3 separate regions of the Macaca mulatta genome follow, and regions 1 and 3 are each linked to region 2. A link is a contact called in public Hi-C data. All regions are on one chromosome and are shown on one strand. The core of a region is the stretch at or near the end of the contact, and the rest is flanking DNA. Distances in the headings are between cores, read along the strand shown. Region 1 holds the start of RSAD1 (radical S-adenosyl methionine domain containing 1). Region 2 holds the start of SPATA20 (spermatogenesis associated 20). Region 3 holds the start of ABCC3 (ATP binding cassette subfamily C member 3).

The links. Hi-C and Micro-C count contacts between places; a contact is called where the count stands out from the background.
Region 1: a Hi-C map of fetal cortex germinal zone shows a contact between it and region 2, with 1.7 times the contacts expected there. The contact joins the promoter of RSAD1 here to the promoter of SPATA20 in region 2. A contact is called at or near these places in 2 of 14 Hi-C or Micro-C datasets (fetal cortex germinal zone and liver).
Region 3: a contact with region 2 is called in a Hi-C map of liver, with 2.7 times the contacts expected there. The contact joins the promoter of ABCC3 here to the promoter of SPATA20 in region 2. A contact is called at or near these places in 6 of 14 Hi-C or Micro-C datasets (CD4 T cells, blood, fetal cortex germinal zone and 3 more).

The regions. Positions count from the first base shown.
Region 1 is chr16:59,526,899-59,529,598 of T2T-MMU8v2.0, forward strand. It overlaps RSAD1 (radical S-adenosyl methionine domain containing 1), which reads right to left and starts at 1,302. Exons shown (of 10, transcript XR_003723772.2): 1 at 1,085-1,302; 2 at 346-479; 3 at 24-228. LOC114673135 (a long non-coding RNA gene) reads left to right here and starts at 1,112. Exons shown (of 2, transcript XR_013406524.1): 1 at 1,112-1,570; 2 at 2,121-2,425.
Region 2 is chr16:59,458,610-59,461,309 of T2T-MMU8v2.0, forward strand. SPATA20 (spermatogenesis associated 20) reads right to left here and starts at 1,340. Exons shown (of 17, transcript XM_077971178.1): 1 at 1,233-1,340; 2 at 756-859; 3 at 70-240. The coding sequence starts at 185.
Region 3 is chr16:59,370,806-59,373,505 of T2T-MMU8v2.0, forward strand. ABCC3 (ATP binding cassette subfamily C member 3) reads right to left here and starts at 1,266. Exons shown (of 32, transcript XR_013406517.1): 1 at 781-1,266. LOC106993999 (a long non-coding RNA gene) reads left to right here and starts at 1,494. Exons shown (of 3, transcript XR_013406530.1): 1 at 1,494-1,628.

The sequences.
Region 1 (2,700 bases), core at 52-2,551, 68 kb after region 2:
ATGGGCTGGGTGCCATGGGTTACCTGGAGGCCTATGGACAACCTGTTGACCCCTGCTGCCCCAAACTCTGCCAGTCTGGAGCCTGGAGTTGAAGTGGGATTAGCCTCCAATGTGACTTCCGAGTCTGCAGGCAGGTGGGCTGTCTGTGCCACAGCCTCCAGGACAGCAGCCACCGTGTGGGGACTGGCTAGACTGGGAGTCCCCCCACCAAAGAACACAGACTCCACCCTGGGGAAAGAGGATGGAGAAATGAGACCTGGGGGAGCCCTCGGGGATGCCTGCACCTATCCCCCACTACTCCTCCAAATAATTCCCAAAACGCTGCCTACAGCCCCCACTACCCACCGTTGCACCCCGCTGAGCCGCAGCAGCGTCTGCGCTTCGGTCACCAGACACTTCTGCATGGCAGCCTCCTCTACGCCGCGGGGGATGTACTTGTTGAAGTTACAGTAACTGCAGCGCTTCTCGCAGTAAGGCCACTGGGGGCAGTGGGTGCAGGTGCACGGTGAGAGCTGCCCTGGCCACTTCCAGGGTTTAGTCGCACACATCCCCAACCCCATCCCCACCCCCATCCCGAGGTCCTTCCACAGTAGCTAGGACATCTAGGCCACACAACTCCCCAAGGCAGTCGCACTGGGGTTATTATATCCACTTCAATGTGAGAAAACTGAGGCTCACTCCTTTGTTACGCTGCCTCTTCCAACCAGCAGACGTCAGGAAGGAACTCAATCCAAGCTCTTTCTGGGATCAAAGAATTTGCATACAATTTTCCTACGGGCCATTTTCCCAGCTACCGAATCAGAACACGGCTCTTAAAAAAATTTGTCTTGCTAAGAGGAAAACTGTTGTGAAATCGGAACCATTTGGTCAGTCACCGAGCTGGTGAGAAGCAGAGACTTCAGGTTTCTGTACCAAGTCATTTCCCTGCCAAGGCACCGGGTCCCATCCCAGACCTCGTACGGGGGCACGGAAACACGGCAGGCGGGTTCATAGAGTGACAAGCCGCCACCTGGGTTTTGGACCGCCACGGTCACGGCCACCAATGCGGCCACACACTGCGGGCTCCGCCCCCGCCCTTACTCACGTGTACGTAAAGCGCCGCGCGCCGGCCCGCAGGCTCAGGACTCGGGGACCCTCCTGCGCCCTCCACGCGGCGGCGCCTCTGGGCCGCTCTGGCTGCTGCCGCCCAGCCGCGGGCCCGGGCTCCGGGGAGCGCCATGGCGCCCAGCGTGGCGCGGGGCACAGACCCGAGTAAGAGACGCGCGCAGGGCTCACTGTGAGTCCGGAGCCGGCGGAAGGAAGAGGGGCTGCGTGACCGCGCGCCGAGAGGGCCCGGGCCCGGGGCTGCGGCGCCACCTGTCGGCGCCCGGGCGCTCACCGCGGCCGCCTGTCGGTTCTTTCCCCAGTCCGCGGAGCGGACTGCCTGCCTTTTGGCACCGTGTGCCCGGACGAGTTCCCGGACCCATCCAGGAGCTCTTAGTTCAGTCAATTCCTTGACATTTGACGTGCCTGGCTCAGAACTGGGCGCTGGGGACATCTAGGTGCGCAAAGCCAGGTTGCCTTCTGACAGGTAAGCCAACCGGCCAGGACAGGCTTAATTAATTCCTTGCCTGCTGGACACCAGAGCCGTGCGCCCAGTGCTGTGAGGTCATCTGTTATAAGAGTGTGGGAGTCAGTAGGGGAGAAGAGGCACTTGGGCTGGATCTTGCTTTTAATTTCATTAAAAAATATTTGGGAGAGGGGAGGTCTTGAACTCCTTGGCCTCAAGCGATCCTGCTGCCTCAGTATCCGGAGTAACCAAGGATTGTACTGGCATGAGCCACCACCAGGGCTATGCGCTGGATCTTGGAGGAGCAGAAAATCCCAGGGGCCATTGGCTTGGCCGGGAGAGTAGACTGTTTTGGGTCAGGTCAACCCAAGCATCTGGAGGTGTACGTGCTGGGAGGACAGTCAGATGGTATGTGCAGGAGAGACAGCACAGGGGAACGCCTGGGGAAGCAGGCACCTGAAGAACTGTCCCACAAAGCAGAAACATCATGGGCTTCAGAGGCAGGCGGTGCAGGACAGTTCTCCCAGTGGCCTTGAACTGACCTGGTTCTCCCCTCCTTTCTTGCTTGTAGTTCTCGAGAATAACTGTAGATGCCTGTAATCTCAGCACTTTGGGAGGCCGAGGCGGGCAGATCACTTGAGATCACAAGTTCAAGACCAGCCTACCCAACATGCTGAAACCCCGTCTCTGCCAAAAATACAAAAATCATCCGGGCGTGGTGGTGGCCACCTGTAATCCCAGCTACACAGGAGGCTGAGCAGGGAGAATCCCTCGAACCTGGGAGGCAGAGGTTGCAGTGAGCTGAGACAATGCCGCTGCACTCCAGCCTGGGTGACGAAGCAAGACTCTGTCTCAATAAATAAATAAATAAAACTGTAGAGTGTGCAGAGAATGCAACATCCTGAGGGAAGGAAGTTCTGGCCAGCACAGCCATGCCCTGTTCCAGTCCCCCCTAGGAAAAGGATGTCCTTCAGCACTTCAGCCCAACATGTCACATGGCCTCAGGGTATAAAACCCAGGGAGGAAGCCGGGCGAGGTGGCTCACTCCTGTAATACCAGCACTTTGGGAGTCCAATGAGGGCAGATCACAATGTCAGGAGATTGAGACCACCCTGGCTAACACAGTGAAACCCCATGTCTACTAAAAATAC
Region 2 (2,700 bases), core at 90-2,589:
TAGCCCAGGGGGTCTGGGAGGGGTCTAGGACCCCAGTGATTCCAGGCAGGGCCCCGGGAGAGTGCTCACCAGTCCACGGGATTGTAGGCATGTTGTAGGAGGTATGGTGACTTCTCGTGGATCAGGCGGTTGGGGACCCTCTGGGGTGTAGATGAAGGATGGCTTCCCTTCCCTCCAGCAGGCATGGGCACTGAACTACTGACCGTCGCACTTCGGTCCTTGTCCCGGGAGGAGCTACCCCTGGTGAGGACTGGTGCATCAGGCAAGCTGGGGGCCTCCACCCACCTTATCCCAGGCCCCCCAGCACCTGCCCCACTCCACTCAGCACCCCGGTAGGACCGCTGCTCCCAGCCCAACCCACCTTTCTGAACCATGGGGGAGACTGTGGCCTTTGTGCTCCCCCTTATGTTTTTTGGGGGGTGAGGAGAGGTGGCTCATTGGGGGCTCCTTGCCAGGTTAGTCTCCCCCAACCTCCTGGACCTGGTGGTGGGAAGGATGGCTGTGAGGTCAGGGCGGGTCACAATGGGCAGAATGGTTCTTGGGGCTCCATTCTTACCCCTCCCGGGGCCCCTCCCCGGGCCCTTCCTGGAGCAGCTGCTTGGAGGCATCTCTCTGGCAGGCCTGGGTGTGGCCCCACTGGAAGGCAGCCCACTGTTGGTGGCTGCACAGGCCAAGAGCAGTAGGGTCTGGGACTGGACCAGGTGAGGGACAAACAGAGGAAACTAGACATGGGGACTCCCTCACTCAACGCCCACCTGCTGGGATTCCTGTGGGGCCAGGTCCTGGGCCAGACCCCAGGACACCTAAGGAATCAGAGACCTCAGGGAGTTCAGCCTGGAAGTGGGCAGTGCAAGCTGACCTAAATAACGAAAGGTCCATGCGGCAATAAAGGGCTGTGACAGGACACAGGGTACTATTGGAGAAAGGCCCTTGACCCAGCATCCAGCGCTGGGGTGCAAGGAAGGCTTCCTGGAAGCGGTGTTAGAACAGTCCCTGGGGAGTTGGCACTGCACTGGAAGGAAGGGGAGGGGAGGGAAGGGAAAGAATGAGGACGGGAGGGGAGGGGAGGGGAGGGGAGGAGGACCTTACTGCCAGGGCCAGGTCTCAGAAGCATACTGGAGGTGGGGTGGGGGAAGGGCCAGGCATGCAAGGGTGGTCCAGACAGGCACTGGGGACCGGTGCCCGGGAGACCCTCCACTGAGCCCGCAGGCAAGCGCAGGGAGTGCCCGTACCTGCGGCTCGCGGCGAGGCCTACACCGGCGCGGGGTAGCAGAAGTACGCTGCCCAACCAGGCCCGTGCGCCCAGCATGGCTGCTCCGGACCATGGGCCCGGCCGCTACGGACAGGAAGGGAGGGCAGGAGACTGTGAGGGGCGGGTCGGGCACCCACGGAGCTGCGGGCGGGTCTTCGCTGGGACTTGGGACAGTGTGGCTGGTCTCCGAGCATCACCCTGCGGCCGAGCACAGAATTGCAGATCAGGCACTCCGGCCTTGGGAGAACCCATTCTGTGCATAACATTGGGCTCTGCCCCTGCCTGGGGAGGACAGCCCTTCTCATGCGAACAGGGAGAGTTGTGGGATCCAGGGCTGGGGGATGCTAGGGCCATGGGATGCCAGAGCTTCAGCTCATTTTGTCCAACCCCTGCCCCTTTTACAAATGAGAAATGAGATGCAAGGCGAAGGCGTACCTTGGCCAGGTCCACCAGCTAACAAGCTTTGTTTGTGGCAACCTCCTCATCTCTCGGTCCTACTCAAATCCTACCCACTCCAGGAAGCCTTCCTTAAATAATACTGATGAGCCCATTTTATGTCTCATAGGTTACACATGGCCTCATTGGCTACATTCAGCCAATATCTATTAAGTGTCTGACGTCTGCTGCTCTGTAAGGCACTGGGTATACAATGGTGGGCAGAGAGAAATGAGGCTCCTGCCCTCACACGGCTCACAGTCTGTTGAGAGCGGCAGATGCTAATTCAACAGCCATACCAATGAATCTATAAACACCCATGTGACAAGTCCGTGAGGGTACAACGTAACAAGTGACCTGATCTGGTGGAAGGGGCAAAGGATGAAGGCTTCCCTGAGGAAATCACATTTGTGAAGACATGGAGGATGAGAGGAAGGAACTTAGAGGGCGCTCAGGGGGAGTACTGGGGAAGGAGGCAGAGGTACAGTTTGTGCAAAGGCCCTGTGGCTTGTCAGTGAGTGAGGGGTGAGCAACTGCAGAAGGAGGGAAGACAAGGAGTAGATGAGGGCAGAGGCAAGATCTTGGAGAGACTCGTGAACTGTGAGAAGGGGATTTTTATTTTTTGAGATGGAGTCTTGCTCTGTCACCCAGGCTGGAGTGGAGTGGTGTGATCTCGGCTCACTGCAACTTCTGCATCCTGGGTTCAAGGCTGGTCTTGAACTCCTGACCTCAGGTGATCCATCTGTCTCAGCCTCCCAAAGTGCTGGGATTACAGGCATGAGCCACCGTGCCCAACTCAATTTTTTTTTTTTTTTTAGACGGGATCACGCTCTGTCACCCAAGCTGGAGTGCAGTGGTTTGATCTTGGCTCTCTCTTGCAGAGAGAGGTCCTTTGCTGACCTCCAGCCCTAGGTTCAAGCGATTCTTGTGCCTCAGCCTCCCAAGTACCTGGGACTACAGGCGCGTGCCACCACGCCCAGCTAATTTTTGTATTTTTAGTAGAGACGGGGTTT
Region 3 (2,700 bases), core at 16-2,515, 88 kb before region 2:
CTCCCACCTCTGCCTCCCAAAGGGTGGGATTACAGGCGTGAACCACTGCACCTGGCCTCTAGCCTGATTTTCTATCCCAGCTCTGCCTTCATTGAACTGGGTAACTTTGGGCAAGTCTCTTCCTCTCTCTGGACCTCCCTTTCTCCATCTGTAAACGAAGGGAGTTGGACTACAGGAATCCTGACACCCTGTACCTGTCTCCAGACCAGGGTCTGCTTCTCCTTTCTGAGTCCAGGGTGGTGAGGATGGCCTGCTCTCAGACCTCAGCCTTACCCAGAGAAAATAAAGTGGCAGGAAAGCTTCCTAAGAAGGGTGGGACACTGCACAACCAGCCTCCCAAAACATCTGGTTGAGCAGGTGCTCGGGATGCCCTGGGGCATCCAGGTGGGCAACCGAGTCCTAGTCTGGGACAGATGCTGAGGGAGGACCCTCCACCACGAACGCGCGGCTGATTGCGAAACGCCAGTTCCTCACCCGACAGAGGGGCTGGGGTGGAGCCGACTCACCCAGCCACGCACTGTGCCTCACTTTCCCGGGCTCCTCAGTGCTGCAGCCGGGAAGGGAAGAGCAGGGCAGGTCCCGGACCCTGCGTGGGACCCAGCTCCGGGCGGCGCCGCCAACCTCCCTCCCGCGCCCACCGCCCCCTCTCGGGCGCCCAGGCGGTCTCAGGGGCTCCGTCCCGGGATACCTGCCGGCCTCGCGGGAAGGCAGGCGGCGAGGACCGGGCGAAGCCGGCCAACCCCGACCCCCGCGCGGTGACCCCGGAGCCCCGCGCCTTACCCAGAACTTGGAGCCGAGCTCCCCGGAACCGCACAGGGTGTCCATGGGGCCAAGGCGCGGCAGCGAGGAAGGCGAGCGCGGTCCGACCCAGCGGCGGGCAGAGCGGGCGCCGGAGCCGCCTCCGCCCTCCGCACCCCGCGCTCCGCCCGGGCCCGCCCCGCCGAGCCCTACCCCAGTGCCTCTGGGTCCAGTCTCCCTGCCCCCGTCCCGCGGGTTGCGACAGCGCCTCCCTGGGAGGGACTTTGGGGCAGAGGTGGGGGGGCCTTGGCACGGCGACAGCTCCTGCGAGCGGTCCCCGGGCCATGCCAGGGGGATGTCCCTCTGAATACCGAGGCTGACAATCCTGGAGTAGAGTCTATTTCCAAGGGGGAACTGGGATACACAGGCGCTCCCACCCCCGAACAACTCCGTGGGGCCGATGAGTCACTGAGTAGGGGACATTGGGAGAGGGATTTAACAATCCTTCCTAGGAAAAAAGGAATCTTTGAGAAGGTCACGTTCCTCTCCGGAGGGCGGTTTCCTCATCTGTAGAATGGGAAGGGCTTCCGTGCTCAATCCGGAAGCTGACCTCTTCCTCGTCAGGTTCCAGGGGCCACTGGCAGGCGCCACGCTCTGGGAACCGGGGTGTACTGCGCGGGTGTGTACCCGTGAGGCGAGGGTGGGGGCCGCAGCATCGTCCAGGGGGCCTCCTATGTCCTCTTAAACTGCTGCCCTTTTAGGCTCTGTGGCCCCCTGACCTTGCCACATCACTTCGGCACCTCTCTGGGCCTCTACTTTCACATCTGTAAGATAGAGACAATCATAGAAGAATCTTCCTCCCAGGGTTCTCTGAGGATTGAATGGAAAAGGTATGCAAAGTGTATCGCCTGGCACACTTAGTGGGGCACCCAACATGTGTGAATTCCCTCTGCTTCAGCCTGATCAGGGTGGGGGGAAGGACAGGCGAAGCCCCAGGAGGAGCCCCACGTGAGTGTCCTTGTCCCCCTCCTAAGGCTGAAACTCTACATTCCCAATCTGTAAAATGGGCTTGTCAGTGCTCTCCTTCCCCTGCTTGCCTCAGCTCTCCTTCTCCCCGTATCCCCTCAGATGTGGGGATGCCTCCATCTCTCAATCCCGCTCTTGCCCTGTCTTCCTTAACACAATCCCAGAAGCCAACTCAGCACCCCTTGTTGGGACTCAGAAGGAATTCTCCTGGGCAGATCTTTCCCTGGCCCTTCTCTTCCCTGCCTTCGCACACAGGCCTGTCCAGTTTCACCCTGGTCACCCCTTTTCTGACCCTTGTTCTCAAGAGAAGGTGTTTCCTTCCTTGGCTGCTCAGCGCAGGCGTGGGTGGGAGCCAGTAAGGGTGCAGAAGCGACAAACCACTTCCTATCTCTCTGGGCAGGCAGGAGGTCACTAGAAGGGAAGTCTCCTTGGCTCTAGGCTGTCAGAACCAAGATCTGGCTGGGCATGGGATAAGCGTGGGAGTGGCAGTGAGACTGGGGACTCCTACCCCTCCACTGGGCAAGTTCTTTACGCCCCGTCTTTGTCTGCCCTCTTCCCTTCCACTCATCCACACACATCCTCCCTCTCCTGTCCCCCGACCTTCCTCTCTGGGCAAAAGACTTTACAGAGCTTTACACCTTGTTACAGTGTGCCTTGGGTTATATTTAGTTATGAAGAGTCTGTCTTCCCTGCTAGTCTGAGAGGTCCCCAAGGGCAGGGACTAACTCAGTCCCCTCCAATCCCCCTCTGTACCTTTTATACACTGTATGATCTCAAAAAACTCCTTGATGTCTCTGGGACTTCATTTCCTAAGAAACGTGGACAAGGTGATATCTAAGCTCTCTTCCAGCCCTGGTGGGCCAGGCTTCTACGGCCTAGGCAGCTGGGAACCTTCCTCTACCCCTTCCATGACCCTTCATCAGCACCCTTCATCAG